Linked DNA regions of Capsicum annuum: region 1 is linked to region 2. Evidence: chromatin contacts called from public Hi-C data. All regions are on one chromosome and are shown on one strand. Each heading gives the region's core, a stretch centred on a gene start, on an enhancer-like site or on the middle of the called end of the contact. The rest is flanking DNA. Distances are from core to core; before and after follow the strand shown. Region 1 overlaps LOC107863560 (serine/arginine repetitive matrix protein 2). Region 2 has its middle 30 kb from the start of LOC107863564.

What was found. Hi-C and Micro-C count contacts between places; a contact is called where the count stands out from the background.
Region 1: a Hi-C map of leaf shows a contact between it and region 2, with 2.8 times the contacts expected there. The contact joins two enhancer-like sites. A contact is called at or near these places in 2 of 5 Hi-C or Micro-C datasets (leaf and placenta).

Annotation. Positions count from the first base shown.
Region 1 is chr3:114,622,276-114,628,432 of UCD10Xv1.1, reverse strand. It overlaps LOC107863560 (serine/arginine repetitive matrix protein 2), which reads left to right. Exons shown (of 11, transcript XM_016709528.2): 11 at 1-314. Among protein-coding and RNA genes, the nearest start is that of LOC107863560, 10 kb to the left of the region's middle. Within about 2 kb of position 3,077, at least 5 of the 5 cell types and tissues checked have an H3K27ac peak or open chromatin away from gene starts, as enhancers often do. A contact at or near this core is called in leaf, where this site is marked.
Region 2 is chr3:114,448,805-114,454,285 of UCD10Xv1.1, reverse strand. No RefSeq gene overlaps it. Among protein-coding and RNA genes, the nearest start is that of LOC107863564, 30 kb to the left of the region's middle. Within about 2 kb of position 2,570, at least 4 of the 5 cell types and tissues checked have an H3K27ac peak or open chromatin away from gene starts, as enhancers often do. A contact at or near this core is called in leaf, where this site is marked.

The DNA of each region.
Region 1 (6,157 bases), core at 1,828-4,327, 170 kb before region 2:
AGCAACAGCAGCCCTAATGTAGAGTCTTTAATATTGTGACTCGCAGCTGTTGCTTCTGACTGTTGCCGGGGGCTGTATGCTTCTTTTTTTCCCTTCTGGTGTGTTATTCTCCTCTGGGTGCGCTGTACACTTCGGAACACCTCACCAGTTGGGGGATATACATTGTTGTTACATTTGTCTCCTGTACTTTGTAAAATTCACTGTTAGATATATGTAGTTTCTTTTGTAGGATGATTTGCCCACATTGAATTTGTTATCTTTGCACAAAGCATTTTGCTGTTTCTGACTGAATTTTGCAAATATTATTTTCAAGACATCTGGCTCTTGCTTATTTTTATATTGAACTGTTTTCTTTGAGCTTCTTTTAGCTTGCTGACGATTCAGCCACTTGAATTTCTTTCCCCTGTACATTGATCACCATGGGTTTGATTGGGGATTTGCATAAAAAAAATACTTTTGCGCTGCTATTTAAATAGTTCTCAGCTTTGACATTTGAGCGGAAATGGCCCTTTTAAGTTTGTTGAATTAATTCCGAACTAAAAAAACCGGAAGTCATTTCTCACCAAGGAGATGGGATAAAATAATCCACAAGTTGGATGTGATAAGGTGGGTCATCTCATGATTAAGTGTGAGATAAAATTTATACTGCATTTGATTGTATAAATTTATTGTGTTAAATTAATATCGTCAACTAAACACAATATAAATTCGTTCTCAGGGTTAATCCTAAAATATCTCACCTTATTCTGCATAGAAAACGACCCTAAGTTGAGTGGCATTGATGGCAGAAAGAGGAATCAAAATTGATGAACTACGGCATGCATGTTGATAGATATGCGTAACTTAATGTTAAATTTAACTTGGTTATTATGTTGAATTTCTCACAAATTATATTGAATCGTTATTTAACCTAGCTAACGTATTAGACAATTGACGAACCAAATGTTGGATACTTCACAAACCATATCATATCATTATCGTTATGATTTCAACTTCTCACTATTAATACTTGGTCTAAACTTTCTCAATTCTTCTTCTGTTGCTCTTTATTTATTTCATTTCACTCACGTTACTATTTATCGGAAAATCGGCACAATTAAATTTGTTATGAGGTACAAGCTTCCTGATTTAACTTGTTAAGTTTGTAAATTAACAGTTAAATATGTTCGTAAATGGGCTGAATAATTAGTAAAGAGAATCATATGAAGCAATAGAGTTTCAGTGCTTAACGTACGATACAAATTTGAAGATGTTGATGTTCCAATGATCTCAGAATCGGAGATGTAAAAACTTGGCTGTGACATATTCTGGCTCTACTTCTTTACCTTCTCATTCAAGGCCTTTATACCTTGATAATATTCTCTGTCCCTCAAATAAAAAAGAATCTTATTCTATTTATCAATTATGCTCATCGAATAATTTTCTGTTAAATTCTCGTATGGAAGTATTAAGGAAGAAAGACTTAGCATACAGAAAGTTTGGAGCATAAAATTATTAACATATTGCTTTTGAGATGGTGATATAATCTGATAGTTTTTTCCTCTCTCTTCATGAAGGTTTGCGACTAACGCCTTATTTGTTTGTACTTCATCTGAATCTGAATGGTTCAGACTTCAAGCCATTAAGTGTAATTGTTTTTTATTAAGATTTTAGCTCTTAATAGATCTAAATATCTCTTAATCAGATCTAGAACTAAGTCTTAATATTATTAAGAGGTATTCTTGTGTTGGATAATACTTACCACCACTCTATCCACAAACGCCAATCACCACCACTAACCACCTTTGCCACTGCCACCATTGTCAACCACGACCCACCACCACAACCCACGACCCACGACCCACCACCACCAATTTCTTCCACCATCACAACCACCATTGACAAACCAATATTGCTACCAAACACTATTATGAGTCTCTACCACCTACCACCTTCATTATTGTAATTATATTCACCGCCAACGACAACATAATTTTCAACGTCACCACCATCATCAACCATTGCCGGCCAATCCGTACTACTGATCAACTCATCTATCACAACTAGCACCACCGCTAACTATCACTAACACATCATCAACCTCCACGCATTCTTCGACCACCACCACAATCATTGTCATTGGTGTCGCCACCTCTACCATCACTTCAACCACTACCATTGCTATAATCTATATCTAAACAACCATCTCCACCATCATAACTAACGTCTCCAACTACCACCAACACATCATCAACCATCATGCATTCATTTTCAACCATCACAATCAACACCAACAACAACTAACATCAAGCAACTTTACATCATAACCACCAGCGCGACTACCAATCGCCATCTTCACAACAGTCATTACAATACCAACCATCTCTATAATCATAACTATCACCAAAAAAATTACTAGTCACTAACATCAATTATTACCACCACCATCATCACTATTACAAACCATCTTCACTATCACCAACAAATATAAATGTACATTTTTTTCAATCAAATAATAATTTTTTTGTATTTAATTAGATATTTTTATAATATAGACTTAATTATTTATTTGAATTATATTTTGAATTAAATATATAAATAAATAAATTTTGCATATTCAAATGTTGAAAAACAAACAGTTTTAATCTTTCAATTTTCAGATCTAGAGACAACATCTTTAACAAAAACAAATGCAATCTAAGAATAGGGAAAAAGTAATTTCACAATACAATAAAAAATCATAAAACAGATCTGCTCAATCAACTCCGGCAAATTCCAGCAATGTACAGAAACTTATGCAAAATAATCCTTTCCCTCATCTTAATACTCAATTGGAGGGCACAAAAATGTCCGATGAAATTACTCTGATAAGCTCCGAAAATAGTTTCATACTTATAACAGTTGCGGATAAAGCAAAATTGTACTCTCATTTGCAAAAATCATTAATAATTAAGGTTGTGGGTAGAAAAATGGGTCCTCAAATATTCCAAAAGAAGCTTCAAGATCTGTGGAAATCAAGAACTGACTCTGATGGATCTTGGATATGAATTCATTTAATTAAGTTTAAGAACGAGCAGAACTTTCCTTATGTATTTCATGACGGTACTTGGTTTGTTTACAGTAGCTTTATTTTAGTCAAAAAATGGAAGCTGAAATTTGTTAATCACAAGCACGTCTTGCTCACACTGCTATTTGAGTTCGTTTTCCTACATTACCGATGGAATTTTATGATTTAGAGATTCTAGAAAGGGTTGGGGAGAAGATGGAACGTTAGTGGGTGACATGCTCGTCTTTGTATTCAGGTGCCATTAGAGCGGCCCTTGCTGCATCACCTATGTTTGGTACCACAAATAATCAATTCTATATGAGGCTTTATCTTTAGAAAATTACCCCAAATATAAGTTTTAGATTGTTAATTACAAGTTATAGCAAAACTTTTAATTAATTACTAGACTTAAGAAATATTTCAACCTATAGCAACTTTTAAGAAAAACAAATTTTAATTAAATTTTCGAAACTCAATTTTATAATATTTAATATTTGTATTATTTCCTTATATTTAGCAATATGCATTTATCACTCTTAATTAAAGAGCTTGGATAATTATGGCAAGTTAAGGTATTAATATTTTTCTTTTTTTAATGATTAAATATCAAAGTTTGTTCACTATTTAAAGAGTTATATATGGTAAATATATTTTTTAAAGTTAAGAACTGATTTTATACTTTTTATTAACTTGAATAATTAACTTAATTATACACACTTTCATATTTTACTGTATTTAATTACCAATAGAAGTTTTATCTCTTTATCTTTTTTAACTTCTTTTTCTCTTATTTTAACTTTATTATACAGACTTTCACATTTTACGGTATTTGTTTAGGTGAATTCATACACAATATTTTTTAAATTCTTATCAACTATTAGTAAAAGTTTTCAACTCATTCTTTCCTCCTTTGTCGTTCTATTAAACATCAATATTGACATATTTTATATGTTATTGTTTTAGATAAGAAAGATAAAATTGTTGAAGCTTCCATGTGTGGGCATTAGTTTGTAGATTTTAGGTTTGTTCTGCTTTTCGATTGAGTCATGGGTAAAGCATATGCAAGGACGAAAACGTTATAGATCAAGAAAAATTTTTGTGTTGTTGTGACATGCTTGATTGGAGTTGAAAACAAATGGTGTTGTTTATGGTTGTCATCCTCACTCGTGGAAAGAAAAGATTGTGACATGATTTCATATATGTCGTTGGTTTGAAAAAAGGATAATGAAAAAATTGATTTTGTGTTCTCTTAGAAAAATTGATAGTTTGGTTATATTCCAAACAGATAATCTAGGATTGCATACAGTACCTGAGAAAATACTTTTAGTTGTCTTTGCATATATATTTTATTGTTTCTGCTTATATATGTCATTTTATATTATTCGCAATTAAACAAGCAACATCAACATGTACATAAATCATAATGAAACACTTTTATTACAAGTTAGTCAACATTATACATAATACAACAATTTCAATTAAAATATACAGTCATTATCAATGAACAAAAATAACATTAACTCTTTAGAATTTGATCATTAAAAAATATGATAAATCAATATCCATGGACGTAAAATATTGAAAATAGGACAAATTTTAACACCAGAATTTATTGAACATAAATAATTTAAAACAAGAAACATTCTAACATCAAAATAAATTAAGAAACACAGATTTCATCTTAAGCAAGAGATGCATGTTTGTGGCATGTCTTTTTTATTGTGTCCCTCTTGATGACAGTTCCTACACGTAATTTTTGATCGTTTACACTTTCCTTTATTTGGTGCTTTTCATCTTTCATAACATGATCGGAGATAATACAATTTCATCCAACACTTCATGTGATGTTTTTCATGCACTTTCACAAGGAAGAGGTTCAACTGGTATGACATAAGCATCTTTGAAATTTTTATTGCTATAGTAAGGTGAGAAATAGTTTTTGCCATGTTGGTTTCTATACGTAATAAAAGCCATAGCATGAGAGCATGGTATTTCATCCAATTGAAATTCTCCACAACTGTATCCAATTTATTTGATGCTTTTACCTACATTCACAATCAACTTTAATACACAAAACATAAAACATTAAATTTTAATCATATCATGCAGCCCATAAACATACATGCAACCCATACAGTATGCAAGAACTTTAATCAATTGAATCTAAACATACACTATGCAAGAACTTTCAATCAATTGAATATAAACATACAGTATGCAAGAACTTTAATACTCAAACTTTTGATGTGCACATTGAATCTAAAGTTACCATTTCAAGAGACTTTCATCACCACATTATAGAAATTTCAACAACTAATTCTTGCTTTTATCATGCAACCCATAAACATACACAACTTCAAATACAGTTAATCTTTCAAGAGTATTTCATCATCATATTATACCAAATTCAATATTTTAACAATAGAGAATTGAAGAAACACATAAAAAAATATTTAATTCTTTAAATACGTTTGATTGTAAAATATAAATTTGCTAAATAATTTAACATACTTACAAATCTCATCTCCCTCAATGACGTATCATGATTGAATGCAAATTACCAAAAATCATATTTTTATAACACAACAATAGCTTATGTTTGTTTTTCTTTCAAAAAAAATCTCAGAAGTTGTATAAAACAAAAAGAAATTATGAAATTTGTTTACTAGAATAATATAATCTTGTAGGAAAAAGAAGAAAGTGTATGATGGTGGAAACTCTTCAATAGAGAATTGAAGAAACACAAAAAAAAAAAAATCTTTAAATTCGTTTTGAATAAATAATATCCATTTGCATACGAAAATTTAACTAACCCAATGAATCTCATCTCCCTCCATGATGTATCATGATTGAATACAAATTAACAGAATTCATATTTGATATCAAATGAAATACTTATTTTTGCTTTTCTTTCAAATTATAATGCTCAACAATTTGTTTGCAGACTCCAAAATTAAGGATTTTTATTTACTGCCACAAATTCATCGTGTACAAAGAGAAAGATAGTGTATGAAGATGGAAAATCTTAATGCAAGCATTAAAATAGGAGGAAAAACAATGATTAGAGGGATTTGGGGTGGATAAATATCAGTAATTAAGGTTAACTATATTGAAGGAAGGTAAATTGTATAT
Region 2 (5,481 bases), core at 1,321-3,820:
TATATAGAGGTAGATTCAATGGTGGCCATCAAAATCCTCACTAACAACTATCATCTTTACCATGATATCATGTGTGAATGCAAGACGTTGCTGACAGAGATGGAAGCAGTACCTCCAATGCAGATATATAGGGAACAAAATGTTGTGGTTGATCGTTTGGCGAAGGAGGGCACGATCATACCTTTTCCTATGCAACCGGCCACCATAGTAACTCCCCCACCATTTGTACTTAATTATGTTTTGTATGATTATTCTGGAAAGACTTTTTCTCGTATAGTTAATCGATCAAACTCAGGTCAAAACATGACCATGACTGATATCTCTTTTTGCCCACAATGTCGGGATGTGACCCTGAACAATAATATTTTGGCTCCTTCATCTAGAAGGAGCACCAAACCCCCACCCCCACTAATTTCTAATAGAATGACTATGTTTTACACCAAAAAAAAAACTATCACTAAGCTACATAACATAGACATAAGCTATAGCCCATTATGAAATTTTCTATAAATGATTAAACGAGTTAAAGATGCATGGTAGCATCAGAGGCAGAGCCATGATTTGAAGTCTGTGGGTTCTAAATTAAGTAAAAAAGCATAAAAAGTCAAGGAAAAAAAACACATGCTGCTATTGGGGTTCAAACCCACGTCTGTGGGCAAAAAAATTATAAATATAGGATCTACGTAAAAGATACTGGGTTTGCCCGAACCCCCGTAGGGTGGGCTAAAGAAGTATAAATATAGGGTCTACGTAAAAGCTACTAGGTTTGCCCGAACCCCCATAGGGTATTGTAGCTCCGCCCCTGGTAGCATCAGTTATAATCTAACTAGGGAAAGTAGAAATCCAAATAACCATGAAATTAAAAATGAGGAAATGACAAAAATAGCACTTCATTCTAAAATAATTCTACCATAATAGCCACCAAAAACTAATTACCTATAATTAGCCACTAAAGTAATTTCTACTTTTAGCCATTTCAATGTAGGCTTCGTCTCCTTCTCTATTTTTTAAAATTTTTCTTATTGTTTCATTTTAAAAAAATGTTGTCCATTTTCTTATAAACAATGAAATCAACTTTTCTATTTTTTATTTCACTACTATATTTCTTTTGACAAAAAAATGTATCAAAATAGTATAAATGTTGTATGAATTCGATGTAGGGACTGTATATGTATGTGTGAGTTCCCTCTCTTTTGAAAAAGTATATCAATGTGGTAGAACCATTGTATCAATTTAGTATAGGATTGTGTATGCATGCATAGGTTCCGTCACTTTTGATAAAGTGTATCAATTTGGTATAACATTGTATCAATTTGGTATAAAAACTGTATATAGGAAAGTGCCAAAGTAGCCCAAAGGCTATTAAATGACATTAAACTTTGTATCAATTTGGTATAACGTTGTATCAATTTGGTATAGGGATTGTATATGCATGTACAGGTTCCGTCTTTTGAAAAAGTGGATAAATATGGTATAAACGTTGTATCAATTTGGTATAAAAACTGTATATGCAGGAAAAGGCCAAAATAGTCCAATGACTATTACGGGGTATTATTTTGGCCAACTGGCCACAATGTGGAAAATTACCAAATGCTGACCATTTGTTTTCAAAATGGCTGGTGGGTGTCCTTTCCCCATTAAAATTTTTGGCTAATTAGATTGTGCTCAACATATCTGAAGATCTAAGAATGTTGTATAATATGTATATCTTTAAATAAACTCTTCTTCTAAATATCTTCCCAAGTAATAGTGTATTTACCATGAAAGTATACTTCTTGTCACTGTAGTATTTGTTAAGATCAACTTTTAAACTCGATTAAAAACCTTCCAATAACTTGGCTATTTATTAAAAAATAAAGTCACCACATAACTTTTAAGAAATTAGAAAATCAAATTTTAAAGGTACTTTAGGAAAACCTTTTGAAAAGCCAAAGAAAAGATTAAGGTTTTGGTGATATTTCGAGGAAGAGGTTAGACATCTTGAAAAATTTTATAGGCACAATTGACCGGTAAATTAAATATTTTATGGCTAAACTTAAATATCTCTTTTAAGAATTATTACGCCATTAATTCAACTAGTGAATCAACTTGCAATAAGGCAAACTAATTAATATTTAATAGAATTTGAAGATATCACGAAGTTGAGACTTTGGACTAGATGTATAGTCCAACTTCTTAAACTCGTCATGAGTCCACTCATTTTACAGCTAAATGGATATGGGAATTCATAAGCCATTTCACAAGTGTCTAAGGGGTCACTTGGTTGGAAAAGAGTCATCCTCAGATAATTAATTTTGAAATTAGCTATCTCATCATATATATAACATAATTTATCCCATCACTATAAATGATGGGAAAAGTAATTTCGGTACTAACTAACCCCTCTCACCAAACATGGGATAAATAATCCTTCATTTTATCTCAAAACTATCTATCCCTTAAACCTCACACCACACTTTCTCTAAGGGTTCAAAATCTTCACTTTGTCTTTTTGGGTCATGATCCAAGAGCTCAACACTCTATGAGATTTATTTGGATTTGAGACCGTTTAAACTGTTTGAAAAATATTTTGGCCCTTATGAAAATGCATTGATCATTTTTATCAGTTTTTGCAATCAACTGCTGGGCCATGACCTAAAATAATATTTCTTTCTCAATTTCTGAGTCTTGTGGGGATCCATAACCTTTGCAAGTTATGTGGTACTAAAATTTATAGAAACTCTACAAGTTATTTTAAAAGCTTTGATCTCATTAAAAGACTTGTAGCAGCTACCATGATTAGCGTTTAAAATCTTTCTAATCAAAATTAGTTTTAAGGGAAAAATTTAAAATCAATCGTAACTTAATTAATTAGAGAAAATCCTTTAGACGACGTAATTATTAGCCATTTACTTGGGATTCATCTTAAGCTTGAAAGGGGAATTGTTTGGATTTTAGTCTTACAAAATAGGATATATATGCAATATTGTGGCTTTCGATGTATTTTGGTATTATTTATGCAATATTGTGGCTTTTGATGGCTTTGAGAGCCTTATTTTGGACTTATATGGATATCTTTTGATCCGTACGACGGATGGTCGAACAGACTACGCCAGCAGCTCCGGAATATCGATTTTAGGCTAGGTAAACCTTTGGTTTAAGTCCCGGTGCACTCGAGCTCATTTCGACCTATAGGTCGGAAAGTTGGAAAATTGGAAATATGAATGTGGGACACACATTTGATCGAAACGACCTCGGATGGAAAATTCGACTTCGCCAACTGATTCGAATGTCAATTTTAGGGCGTTAGCATGTTTGGTATGATTTTACGGATTTTAAATCTCATTTCGATCCTCGATTTGAAAAATTATAATTTTGGATTTTGGGGGTCAATTTTGTGAAAACGATTTTTTTTTGAAAATCGGATATCGCCATCACGCTCGGAAAGTCGAATTTAGTATGTTTGCATAGTTCGTTTGCATGTATTGAATTTCGAATGAATTTCGAGCACCCTGTCGAAGTCCGGAGTGGACTTTAAAAATAAAACTGCAGCTTTTTGTTCCTTTTAGTGCAGATTTTCTGCGCTATATAAATAGTTTTTGGGTCCATTTTACTCATTTTTCATCTTGCTTCTTGAGAGTTGAACCCTAAATAGTTTGGGAGCTTAAAAGTGAAGCTTGTGGGATCTTGGGAAGCTAGATTAACATCTATTTCTTGATTTTATTACGGATTTAAGGTAAGAATTTACCCCTTTTTCTTAGTAATTTCTTGGTAAATTCCTCAAAACCCCAAAAATCATAGGGCATGATCTTAGACCCAAATTTCACTCCTTTTACTTGAATAATATTTTTATCTTATTATTACCAGTTTTTAATCAATTTATCCTTCAAAACAACTCCGATTCTTGATTTTAACCCAAATTTCAAAGATTTTACCTGGTAAAGCTCAAAAATAATTTTTCTTCGATTTGAACACCATTTTTGACTCGATTTAACTTGGATTTTCAGCTGTAGGTTCCTAAAAATATGGGGAACATGTTTTAGAAGTAAAGTTCTGATTTTATCCTTCTTTTTCGAAAATCTATTTTGGAGGTCCATTTTAATTCCGAACCAAAAGTAGTAAATATGGGTGTTGTTGGTTTTGTCTTGATGCGTAGATTGCATATTTAATGTTTTTAGTAGAGTTCAGAATTGTTTGTGAAAAGTAAGGTCACAGGTTCAAGTGTAGCGGATCGGTTTCGGCTTTCGAAGTAGCTTATGGCTTAACTCTTCAGACTGGGTTGGGTAGTAAATAATGGTACAAAATGCATATTAAGGGTGGAAAGTAATCATCAAAAATGGATATTTATGTGTTGTGCCGGTGTGGGGGCCTATATGTGATATAATTGTCGAAATTGAGTTATTATATGGTATGTGTGATCATGTGGGGTCCTATATAATATTGATAACCTTGACTACATGTGAATAATTATATTGTGTTGTTAAAATATTTAATGTGGTAACATTGGTGTTTGTAATTATATTCGTACTTTATTGACATATGAGATATGTGGAAATTTATGGATGAAACAAAAATAATGAGTGGATATTGACTCATGTGGTTGTGAAAATATATCATTATAGTTGATTGTGGAAATATATCATGTGGTTGGTTGTAAAAATACTCATTGTGATTGGTTGTGAGCATTTCATCCTCATAGCATACTCACTTATGAAACATTGGTACCACTGTGGCAACATATGAGAAACACTGGCAACAGCTTTTTAAAAGATATTGTAACAGCTTATAAAACCCTTTTCGAGGAATGTGCTGGAAAAGAGATATGAGATATATGGATTGTGTATGGGTTGACGAGCCCCCCATGGGTCCTGCGTTAGGGGGCTTGCCTACGTAGGTGTATACGGGGATTGTGCGACGATCTCGGAGGTTGTGTGATGACCTCATGCATCATCATCATCATCATCATATACATTGCACTTACTTTATTGTGTTTATGTTATGTTGTATTGCCTTATTGACTTATCATCTTTGTATTTGGCTTACCTCCCTTTACTTGTATTTGATGATCTTGTATCTACATGTTATCTCTCTTGTTCTATTTATGTGTGACATAATGTATACTTGTGTTCTATATCTTGGTGTATAGTTGTAATATATGTAAGATATATCAGAACTGTTAGTGCAAGCGGTATGGGCTACCATTGTGGGAAATTTTCTGATTGCAGGTGATATGCCCTTAGTGTATATTTTGTTTTCTTTATTTACTACTTTGCTTGGTCGTCCTATGATACCTACTGAGTATAAATGGGTCGTACTCATGCCTACTGCGTCCTTTTGGTGTAGGTTCTAGCTCGAATATGCCTTATCTTGACTGACTCGAGCGATTGTTGGAGCTTCCAAGGTAGCGGTTAGACATTCAAGCATCCTAATTTCACCTCTATCTTTCCATAGTAGTTATGTAACGACCCAAGGCTACCCCCTAGTCGTTACACGGTGCTTATA